2 separate regions of the Gossypium hirsutum genome follow, and region 1 is linked to region 2. Evidence: chromatin contacts called from public Hi-C data. All regions are on one chromosome and are shown on one strand. Each heading gives the region's core, a stretch centred on a gene start, on an enhancer-like site or on the middle of the called end of the contact. The rest is flanking DNA. Distances are from core to core; before and after follow the strand shown. Region 1 holds the start of LOC107932559 (heptahelical transmembrane protein 4). Region 2 holds the start of LOC107932601 (growth-regulating factor 1).

Region 1 (5,843 bases), core at 90-2,589, 220 kb before region 2:
GCGTCAGAAGGTCAAGGGTCAGAAGGCTAGAGGCGGCGTCTAGGTGCGGCGCTAGGGTTTATTTTCTGAAACCCTAGCTTGATTTTTTTAGGGGGAAATTGGGCTGATTGGGTTTTAGTGTATTGGGCTCTGGGGGTGTTTAATTTTGGGTCTGCTGGTATGGGGTTTGATGAATTTGTTGGGTTGTATTTGTAAATGGGTTAATTGGGTTTAGTTTGTTGGGGCTGGGTAGGTTTGGGTGGGCAAAATTGGGTTGTACAGGAAGGATAGTTTAACATGTTTGTTTCCCTTTGTCAAATTTTTTTATTTAAATTTAGTTTTTAAGATTAATATTTTTAATTTTAGATTTTCGAAATATCAAGCCAATTTTTGAACTTCGTTAGACAAATCTATTCACTTGCTATAACCAAGCTTAATATTGTAACTTTGTTTAGACAATAGTAAATTTTGATTGTAAGCAAAGAATATTGGATGAGTGTTTGTAATATTTAGGGTTCATTATTGGGTTGCGATTATCCAATATTATAAGGGTGGATTGGGCTTTAGCCAATAGATAATCTGAATCAATATTTGAATTTTGTTAACAAGACTCGGTAGAGTAAGATTGTTCTTTGAATTTTGTTAACAAATATTGTGCATTGATTTATCTCTTAGCCTTAGTCTCTTTTTGAATTTGTTAGCTACACTCTCTTGTTCTAAGTTGTATTGTAACATTGGTTAGGACAACAAATTGAAATAACTAGTAAACTGGTTCCTTTTCAAATCTTCGATTATAAATAATATCAACTGGATCACAAATGAAGTGACAAAATACTTATATTTAACTCTTGAATTAACATCAATCTTAAGTTTAATCATCGAACAACTCCTATTTAAAACTATCAACAAACATAAATAAAATCATAAAATTTGAGATTTGTGAACAACCTTAAACTACCTAGCATTTAATACCCTAGGTTGTAAAATAATTCAAAATGTACAATCTAATTATAGATTCTGATCATATCTTATTTGCTCTTTTTGACACAATACCTAAAACAACCCATAACCCCTCCACAACTCATAAATTTAGAGGATAATGCACTTTAATGCACTTAAACTCACTCCCATATTGACAACAATACTCATACCAATCGAGTTAAGACTCAATCGACCAAAATGTACTAGATCATAATTTAGAAATCCAATCCACAAAAGCATTCTTCCAAAGCTATTGGGATATTATTAAGATCCCCAAAATAGTAAAAGGTGGTCCACCACAAAAACTTTAAAATTCCCAATTTTTTTTAACAATCCCACCAATTATTTTGACATTTTAATCCTTCATTCTCTATTCTAACACCTCCACCACTCCCCCCAACAAAACAAACCTTCGCTATTTTCGCATCGCCACAATGAACCAGATTTCTTTTTAAATCTCACTAAATGAAGTCTCATTCTTTAATTTTTCATTAACACAATTTCTTTAACATTTTCTTTCTTGGAACCTGACTTTTGCTCCCTGTTTCAGACATTATCGGTTAGGTTTTTCTCCTACTTTCTTTGTCTTTTTTTCTTTCTTTCTTTTTTTGTTGCATATAAATATTTAATTATTAGTATCATCCAAAAACTAACTTTGGGGTGTATATGAATGTGTGTATATATATATATTCTACTGTGTTAATAGAGTCCTTCGCCTGAGAGTTTTGTAATATAAAAAAGAAGGATCCCCATCTGGGTCTCCATTCTCTGCTGGTGATTCTTCAATTTCCTTCATTATTATTATTTTTCTTTTCCAGGTGCCACTTTCTCTCTACATTTCATATTGGGTCTTTTTTTTTGTTCTGTTTTGGTATAATTATAAATTTAGCTTTTAATATTTATATTTTTTTGTCAAATTGGCTTTATTCATTTTTTTAGTTAAATTTCACACTCAACTTAAAAAAAAAAAGTCTAATTTAGTCATCATCCTTTTAAAAAAAGAGTTGAATTGTTTTGTTCAAGGAAATATGTATTAAACCGTTAAATTTTTAAACATAACAGCCTACATGATAATTTACTTGTTTAATACTAATATTTCTTGAACTTTTAATACATTTTTTGATTTTTTTAAAATTTCTTTTAAAATTTTAACTTATTTATTAGTATTACATATAAGATAAATAGTATAATATTAAAATGAAGTTCGACTATAGGTAAGGGTGTAACTAGAAGGGGCAAGCAGTAGCCTTGCCCCTTTAACTAAGTGATATATTATTAATTTTAGTCATTTATATTTATAAAGCATTTATATTAGCTTTTTTTAAACAAATTTTTTTTTACCTTTGGCTCAATGGAGAAATTAGAAATTCTTTAGAGGGGGCCGAAATTAAATTGTAATTTTTACGATAGTAAAAATGTAATTTCAACATTTAAATAGGTTATATCTTTATAATTTTTAAATGATTAAATCAAATTCTTATATTTTTAGGAGAGGGCAAAGTGCAATTTAACATTTACTAATTTAAATGTTTAAAAATTTTAAAAGGTCTAAATAAATTTTTTTCCATTTTAAGGGGGTTGGGGGCCTAGCCAGCTCCCATAGTTTCGCCCCTACTTTTGCCCTCTAACACTAAATTCCTGGCTTTGCCTTTGTTGCCACACCATCACTAAAAAATTAATATTTAAGTAAGCATTTCTATTAAAAACGATTTGATTATTTTTGAAAGGTTAATGGTTAAATTTAACTTAAAAAGAATAATGGCCAAATTGAAAAAAATGTAAATGTTGAGGACTCAATTTGATATTATATCTTTTGTTTTTATTGTTGTTAAAACTTTTTTTTTTTTAAGCAGAGAGTGATGTGCAATGCGTGAAAATGTTAGTGAAGACAGGTGAAAAAACAATGGAGAATTCAAAGGGAGGAAAAGGGAAGAGATTGTGGAAGAAGGTGAAGTATCAACTGGTTGAATACCATTCATTACCTGGTTATTTGAGGGACAATGAGTATATTGTTGGGCATTATAGATCTGAATGGCCAATGAAACTGCTTTTGCTTAGCATCTTCTCCATCCACAATGAGACTCTCAATGTTTGGACGTAAGTTTTCATTTACCCCTTTTAGTTTTTTTGGACAGTTAAAAGATAAAAATATCATGGAGGCCAAAGCATCATGGAGCCCCCTGTATTAGTAGTTAGAATGGATTTTGCTCCATTTACTCAATAAATGGGAAAATTGGTCATTGTATGTTAAATCCAAGAATAAATTGGTCCTTTCAATTAAAGTTTTCATCCGTTTTTACTGTTAAAAACTGGTATGGCTGACGGATAACAAAACAGTTACATGTGGTGTGCCACATGTAACTCATTTCGACATGTACCTCATGCTAATGTGCATGGACTAGTTTTTAATAGTAGAAGTAGATGAAATTTTTAACTAAAGAACTACTTTGCTATTTGATTTAACATATAAAGACTAATTTACTCATTTTTAGCACAGAAGGGACAAAATGCAATCTAATTCCTAGTACAAAGGCCTCTATAATACTTTTCCCTACAATGAAGCATGGCCAAAGCTGGGAATTTTGTGATTAAAGTTTAAAAAAAAATATTGAACATTTTTTGTCACTTTAGTCTTAATATTGGTTATTTGGATTAGTCTGACTCTCAAGTTTCAAATTTTAGTCAAACTATTGCTTTTTGGACAGAAAGTTTGATTAAGTTGTTAAATTTTAATAATAGTAATATGGTAATCAATGTATATTTCATTGTTAATATTAAAACTTTTTTTATGATTTTTTTTGAAAATATTTGAATCTTCTATGGCATACATGTGGATTGTTATATTAATTGCCACATCATTGTTGTTAAAATTTTAATAATCCAATTAATTTTTTCATCCAAAAAAAAAGACTAAATTTGATGGTTGAGATTCAAAATGATTAAAAACATTAGGGTTCAAGAACTAAATATGTTATTATGCAAAATTTTTATTAAAATAATTTAAATTAAATACGTTAACTTTAAAAGGGACTCAAAATGAAATTTTATTTTATTTAACGAAAGGAGAAAATTGAATTATTAAAATATGAGTAGTACTAAAGTTGAATTTCATTTTTTAACCAAGGGACCAAGACCATTATTTGCGCATGACTACACCCATTGTGGCTTATTTGTACTATGATAAATAGAGGAAGAATTGTATGAAATTGTGATGGTATGAAACTGTGAATCCACGTTATCCTTATCACTTTTTAATAGGAGAATAACAAATCAGATTTTTTCTCTTTGAATCATAGTTTCATACAATCCATTCTTGTGATAATTAATGTTAGAATATAGTGCACGACCATTTTGAAGTTTTTTATATAAGTAATACAAAAACAATAAAAAAATTACAAAAATAGCATAGTTACAAATTAATTATCAAACTCACATGTTTTTTACGATGTATTTTCGTAATATTTGTTTCACAATTATTAATTTTGATAGGCATTTGATTGGGTTCTTCCTTTTCCTTGCCCTCACCATATACACTGCAATGAAAGTTCCAAAGGTTGTTGATCTTAACTCTTTGAGTCATATTCATGATATATTGAGAAAAGCTGATCTCCACAAATTACATTCCGAGCTCGTAACATGTTTGCCGTCGTTACCCAACATATCCGATCTACACAAATTTCGAGATGAGTTAAAGACGTCGATCTCCGGTTGGCATGTCCGTGAACTTCTATATAATTGTTTACCTGAGAGTTTCTCCTCTAGGAATCAATCCAATGTATGTGTTTATAGTAATGTTGCATGTTGCGTTTTATTGTTCAATAACATCTCATGCCATGTTTTTGAGTAAAAGTATCATAGAGACTTGAATTGCATTTTGGCTATTATACTCAAAAAAGGATAAATTAGTTTATGTTCATTAGATAAAAGAGCAAATTGGTCTTTTTATTAAAAAAATTCATCAATTTTACTGTTAAAAACTAGTCTCTGTACGTCAATAGGTGGTACACATAACATCTAATGTGTCATTGTTTGGTTATTCTGTCAACCACATTAATTTTTAACAGTACAAAAGGATGGAGTTTTTAAAAGAAAGGATCAAATTGTTTTTTGATCTAACATACAACAATTAATTTTTCCATTTTTTGAGTAGAGAGGTAAAATGCAATCTAATTCCTAATACATGAGTTTCTATGATACTTTTACCAAGTTTTTGGTCATGTTTTGTTGTTAATTTTAGGTTAAGAATGTAGTTACATTTTATTTATTTGTTATTTGCAGAGGAGCATGAAGGAGGATGTGACAAACATAATAGCACCATTGATGGTGAGACCGATAACGCGGTGGCCATTTTTCACCTTCTTGGGCGGTGCGATGTTTTGCCTGCTAGCTAGCAGTGCATGCCACCTCCTATCGTGCCATTCTGAGCGCATATCGTACATCGTACGCCGGCTAGACTATGCTGGCATCGCTGCTCTTATATCCACTTCCTTTTATCCACCGGTGTACTATTCTTTCATATGTGATCCATTCTTTTGTAGGCTCTACTTGGGATTCATAACCATCTTAGGAGTTGCAGCCATCTTGTTTTCATTCTTAGCGGGGTTTCATCGACCCGAATTTCGAACCCTTCGTGTATCCCTTTTCTTCGGCATGGGGATGTCCAGCATAGCACCGATCATTCACAAACTCATCTTGTTTTGGCACCAACCTGAGGCACTTCATACTACCTTTTACGAAGTTTTGATGGGGATTTTATATGGTATTGGGGCATTTGTGTACGCGGCGAGGATACCAGAACGGTGGATGCCAGGAAAATTCGACATTGCGGGACATAGTCACCAACTTTTTCACATCTTGGTTGTTGCTGGGGCATACACACATTA
Region 2 (5,452 bases), core at 853-3,352:
AACACCTTGTTTTGTAATGGTGAATGTGGTGGAGTCATCAGATTTCAGGTTGGTGGTGGAAGACAACACCGAAAACCCCCGTTGATCTTGTATTCTGCCACGAATAAATCATAACCGCAATGAACAAAATGAAAGATCCCAACAAAAAAAAAAGAGTTAAATCCAAGCCTATACAACCGAGTGACCAAGGTACCTAGCAAGGAGAATCCTAAGTCCCAACTACAAGTGTGGCCAATGTCACCAAAAGTAAAGATGGCACAATAGGGTCCTACTTTAAAGTAAAGAGAAAGGAACAGAAAAATATATGTATACAAACAGTTAAAGCATAATCATTATTAATATCAATGTAAGCAAGTAAAGCAACCTCAAAAGCATAAAGCAAGTTTTTTACCTGTTCACAAGGGTGTCTGAAGAAGGATCAGCAGCACCAGACCGGTGCTGCAGTGCAATTGCGAGACTATTGGCTGCACCACCACTGGTTTTTGCCGATGCCAACATAGAGGAAGACATCGACTCCACCTTTGAATTAGTGGCAGTGTGGCCGGTCTGGCCTTCCACAGGCTTTCTTGAACGATGGCGGCCCCTGTTTATATGCCTTTCACAATACTTTTGATCAGCAACGGCATCCCGGGAGCAACGCCATTTCTTTCCATCCGTTCGACGACACCTCCCTGGCTCAGGATCGGTGCTGCCAGTATACCGCAGATGGAAAGAACCCCATCCCACTACATAAAAGCCACACAATGATCAATGATGAAGACAAAGCAAGCAAAAAATTACTTTATAGCTAAAAATCACCTTTTTTTTTCATTTGTGATACCTATAGCTTTGGATAAAACTTTCTACAAAACATAAACAGATCACTCTGCACAAAACTGTTCGTTTATGCACCAAACAAGATAAGAACTTTACATGAATTATAAGGCAAGGATCCAACAGATGAACTGGTGAAGCCATAGGGGTAAAGGGATTTCTTCAAAGGAGTGAGCAAATTAGAAGGTACAGGCACATTAGACATGATGTATTTGTAGATCAATGCCTGGTGTTGTAGCTCAATCCATTGAGATGGAGTTAAAACCCCATGCATGGTTGCATTAAGGTTTCCACTACCATATCCTGAAACAAAACATTTAAGGGTTATAATCACTTGTCTGCAACATTTACTGTTTGCTACATATGTCCATTGTCCTTATTTTGCCAACTATTTTAATAATGTCAATGAACCCAATAGCAAGAAATGTTGGGATTAAGAATAAAGTAAGTGCCTATGAAAAGACCTTCACAATCACATTGAAACAAATATGCTTAAACCCTTTAAACAAACCCCATTTTAATGAACAAAATCATATCACCAAGTACCAATTTTTTTTCTTTTACCTAAAAAATAAAAAACATAAACTTTCAAACACATTACCTGCATTTCTAGTATACATAGAGAAGTCGTTGCTTTGTGTAGTTTTCTCCATAAAGTTACCATCTTTTCTGATAAAAGGAAGTTCAGATTTGAGTGAAGAGAAGCTAATCATATGATCTTGTTGTTGTTGGGGAGTTTCATTAGATCTCAACAAAGGAATGCCTTGGTGCAATGGCATTGTCTTCGGTACCTTACAACTTTTCCAGTGATCTTCTTCTTCAGCTGAATCAGAGGATCTTTCTTGCTTGGTAAACCCGGATCCGAAAAGCTTAGGCTTGGACTCAACTGGTGGAGATGGAGATGGAGATGGAGATGGAGATGGAGATGGAGCTCCATTATTAGGACCCACAATACCATCCAAACCCAGAACCCCAAAATCCATATAGAACCAATAAACAAAAACAGGGCTCTAAAAAGCATGAGTTGTTGTTGATGATGATGATGACATGGAAGGGTTGAAAGTTGAAGCTTTGGATAAAAACAAGTGTTTGAAGACAGAGAAAGAGAGGAGCATCTTTAAAAGGACAAAGGTGTTATGTTTTGGGTTTTTTCTTTCACTGTTTCAGATCAGATTTTTTTTGGGGGGGGGGGGTTCATCTTTGTAATGGAAGTATCACAATTTTAGAGACTATGAGCAAAAACTATATAAAAAAAAGGGAGCAAACAAGGGTATAATATAGTACCACACTACGCCAATATATCCCAGACATGTTAGCACATATTTATCCATGGTTTTTCTTTTAAAGTGAAAAAAAAAAAAGCATCCGTTGCTTTCAAGGAAAGGTCAAAGTTACAAAATTCTCCTTGTTCTAAGAGCTCTTCCTTCTTTTCGAGTTTATTTTTTATATTAGTTTTTTTTTGAGATATTTGGTTTTTCTTCTCAATAATATAAGAGTGTAATATGATTTAACACTATAACCCATATTTTTGTTGAGTTTAGTTCATTGCATAATGGTTAAACCTTTCAAGATTAACCTTAATAAAAGTATATAAATAAAAGCTTTTCACACATTTCAATCCAGTTTAGACTAAAACACATGATAATTAAATCAAATATTACTTGAAAAGAAAAAGATAATAATAAAAACATAATTTGAAACTTAGAGGCCCAATATGATTTTAAAGTCAAATTTTAAAATTAATTAATTTAGCCCATACCCATACATATATAGAATGAAGAATGATTTTCTTTTAACTTACTTATTGGCATACATCGAAAAAGAGATAGCTAGAGATTTTTCAACAGATTCTAACATTGATGAGTTCGATCTTATGAAAAATGGAATGTACAATTTAGGATGCTTAGTATTGAGAAATAGGACTAAGGCCAAGTTCTTTTTAATTTAATTTTTGGAATTATAATGATATTTATGAAATTTTTAGCATAGTATTAGTTATTCTTTTTTGCATATTGGAAAGAAATATTTAATTTTATACTGCGTGATTTTTTTCTTTTAATTTTTTATAGTTAAATCTTTCATACTTTTTAAAAAATATTAAATTGATTTGTTTGATAAGAAAAAAAATATCTGAAAAAAATTGACACTTTTTTATGTTAAAAAAAGGTGGTTCAGATTTAGAAATTTCACCCTCTTTAGAGTAGAATTTTGGATCCGTCCCTAATGACTAAGCTTATTGAAAGACTTGATTGATACTTTAAAATTCAATTAAAAGATTTTAAATTTAAGAACCAATTTAAATTTTAAATCTTAATTTGAGGACATATTGTGAAATTAATTTTTTTAATTACGACTTAAATCCATTATGCATCTGTTTTTTTTAATTATTATGATTTAGTTATTTGTAATTTTAATGATACATGTGAATTTTTTTAAAAAAAATAATTAAATTAGGCTTTTTACTTTTGTTATATATATATTCTTAAATCTATAATTTATTTTAAGGAATTTAGTAACTACCGTTTAGATTAGTACTAAATTTTCAAAATTCAAAAAGTAAAAAAGAAAAAGAAAAAGATTAAATTAGAGTAGAATGATTAACTTGACAACTTTTGTATGATAAAAAACTACCAATAAAATTTAACCTACTCAATGTAATAATAAAGAAATATCAACTATGGACTTATTTAGATGAGCTTTTTCTATAATGCAGTAAAATTATTTAACTCACAGTTATAATAATTAATCTTATTGTTACCACCATCTTTAAAATATACAAATCCAAACACCTAAATCAAACGGGGAGACGAAATTTGTATGCTTAAATCTAGGGTTAACGTTGGTTAGTGGGACAATCCCTAACTCCACTAGCCAACTACCTCTTACCAAAACAAATAATAATAAAATATTAATTATTTTATTCAATATAAATATTAAGTATGAGTATAAATTTATTCTCTTTTCAACTGAGGCTTCCTTTGGATGCCAATGCAGCCATGGTGAGATGGGATTTTGAGGGAATATTCTTTTTCCCTGCACTGTGATGACGTTTGGAGAAACAACGGTGAGGTGCAACTGAAGAATTCAATCTCACTGGCAGCCTCATTTCCAACTGGAGGTAAAACCTCCAGCTTAAACACAGCCAGCAAAATAGATTTTTTGCAGACAAAAATGCCCATATTTTCATTTATTATTTTACAATTTTATCCAGTTTTCTTGCAAACAGTTTTCTTGCAGACAAAAACACAGCCAACAGCTGGAGTTGTTCAATTATCTATTGTATTGATTGGGCTCTTGTGATTTGCTGAGTTCTACTTGATTTTATTTCATCGTTTTTAGCTTGAAAGTTAGGATCTTTGGCTGAATAAGACTTGAATTTGAGCATTGAGCTTGGTTTTTAGATATGAAACAAGATTGGGTTGCTTAGACAGGTTCTGTGAACTCTCAATCTCATCATTATCCATAGAACTAAACTTACCTTTTGACAGTAAGGGCTTTGTTTCCCATGCTGCTAGGCTGTGGCAACTTATTTTCTGCCAAAGAACAAAAAAACATCACTAATAAAGCAGTGAGAAAAATGGGGGAAATTGAGAGAGAAAGATGGAGAGTTAACCTATCTACTTAAAACCAACAAAGAGAAATAAATTAGAGATGAAAGAAAAAAATTGCATGACAAGGTTGAAAGAAAAAAATCCCTTTCTCCTACCCTCATCTGCATCATCTGATGCATTGTTGTTAACAGCAACTGAGCTTTGGATTCCTAAAAACCAAAATAGGAGCTTTGTTAATAGCATCCAAAATTTTGACTTGAGGTTTCAACTTAAAACATTTGCACTTTTACGCACATGCAATTGTCTTAATATCTTCAAACTAAAAGTCTCCAATAACAAGTATTAAAAAAATTAAAAATAATTATCATTTTATCTAATAAATAATTTAATTTAATTATATAATTTATTAAAATATTGGAAGATACATTTTAATTTTTTATTAAATGAATTTATAAATTCACATATTTTAATAATTTTTAAAAAAGTAAAATAATTTAAAAAACTTCTATTTTATATCAATTCTAATCTCATGTCCTTAATAGTCATTTTTTATTCTCACCTCACCGCTACAGCTGCGTTTGAATCCAAACACACACTCCACCGCTGTTTCTAATCTCACCGCTACAGTATCCAATCTCACTGCTACAGTAACAAATCTCACCGCCACCGCTGTTTTTAACCTCACCGGAGGTAAACACACCGCCCATCCAAACTAGCCCTAAGATATGAAACTAGGAATGTGAATATCCCACAATCAAAACTCTGTAAACAATAATGTTGATGCGAAAAAGATTAGAGGACCAACTGAGATCGACAACTCATTCAATAATAGGTAGGGTTTTCGTAATTAATGGGTTTTGAATTAAAATACCTAATGCTTTACGCGCATTAATTGTATGTATTGTCATCATCACCCTTTATTGATTAACGTATTAATAATAATATCAATCCAACAAAAATGTCTTTTAGACTTAAATAATTCTAATTAGAGAGTATAATTTTTTATCTTAAAATTTGACAATTAGATTCATTATAATACTTGTATTTATTTGATTCTTTTGAGTATTTAAACTTAATAATTATGTCCA

The links. Hi-C and Micro-C count contacts between places; a contact is called where the count stands out from the background.
Region 1: a contact with region 2 is called in a Hi-C map of leaf, with 2.8 times the contacts expected there. The contact joins the promoter of LOC107932559 here to the promoter of LOC107932601 in region 2. A contact is called at or near these places in 5 of 34 Hi-C or Micro-C datasets (callus, hypocotyl and leaf).

The regions. Positions count from the first base shown.
Region 1 is chrD03:3,058,115-3,063,957 of Gossypium_hirsutum_v2.1, forward strand. It overlaps LOC107932559 (heptahelical transmembrane protein 4), which reads left to right and starts at 1,340. Exons shown (of 4, transcript XM_016864602.2): 1 at 1,340-1,519; 2 at 2,814-3,057; 3 at 4,450-4,735; 4 at 5,239-5,843. The coding sequence starts at 2,837. It overlaps LOC107932541 (a long non-coding RNA gene), which reads left to right. Exons shown (of 2, transcript XR_001693427.2): 2 at 1-330.
Region 2 is chrD03:3,277,205-3,282,656 of Gossypium_hirsutum_v2.1, forward strand. It overlaps LOC107932601 (growth-regulating factor 1), which reads right to left and starts at 2,103. Exons shown (of 4, transcript XM_016864659.2): 1 at 1,415-2,103; 2 at 913-1,116; 3 at 392-725; 4 at 1-94. The coding sequence starts at 1,796.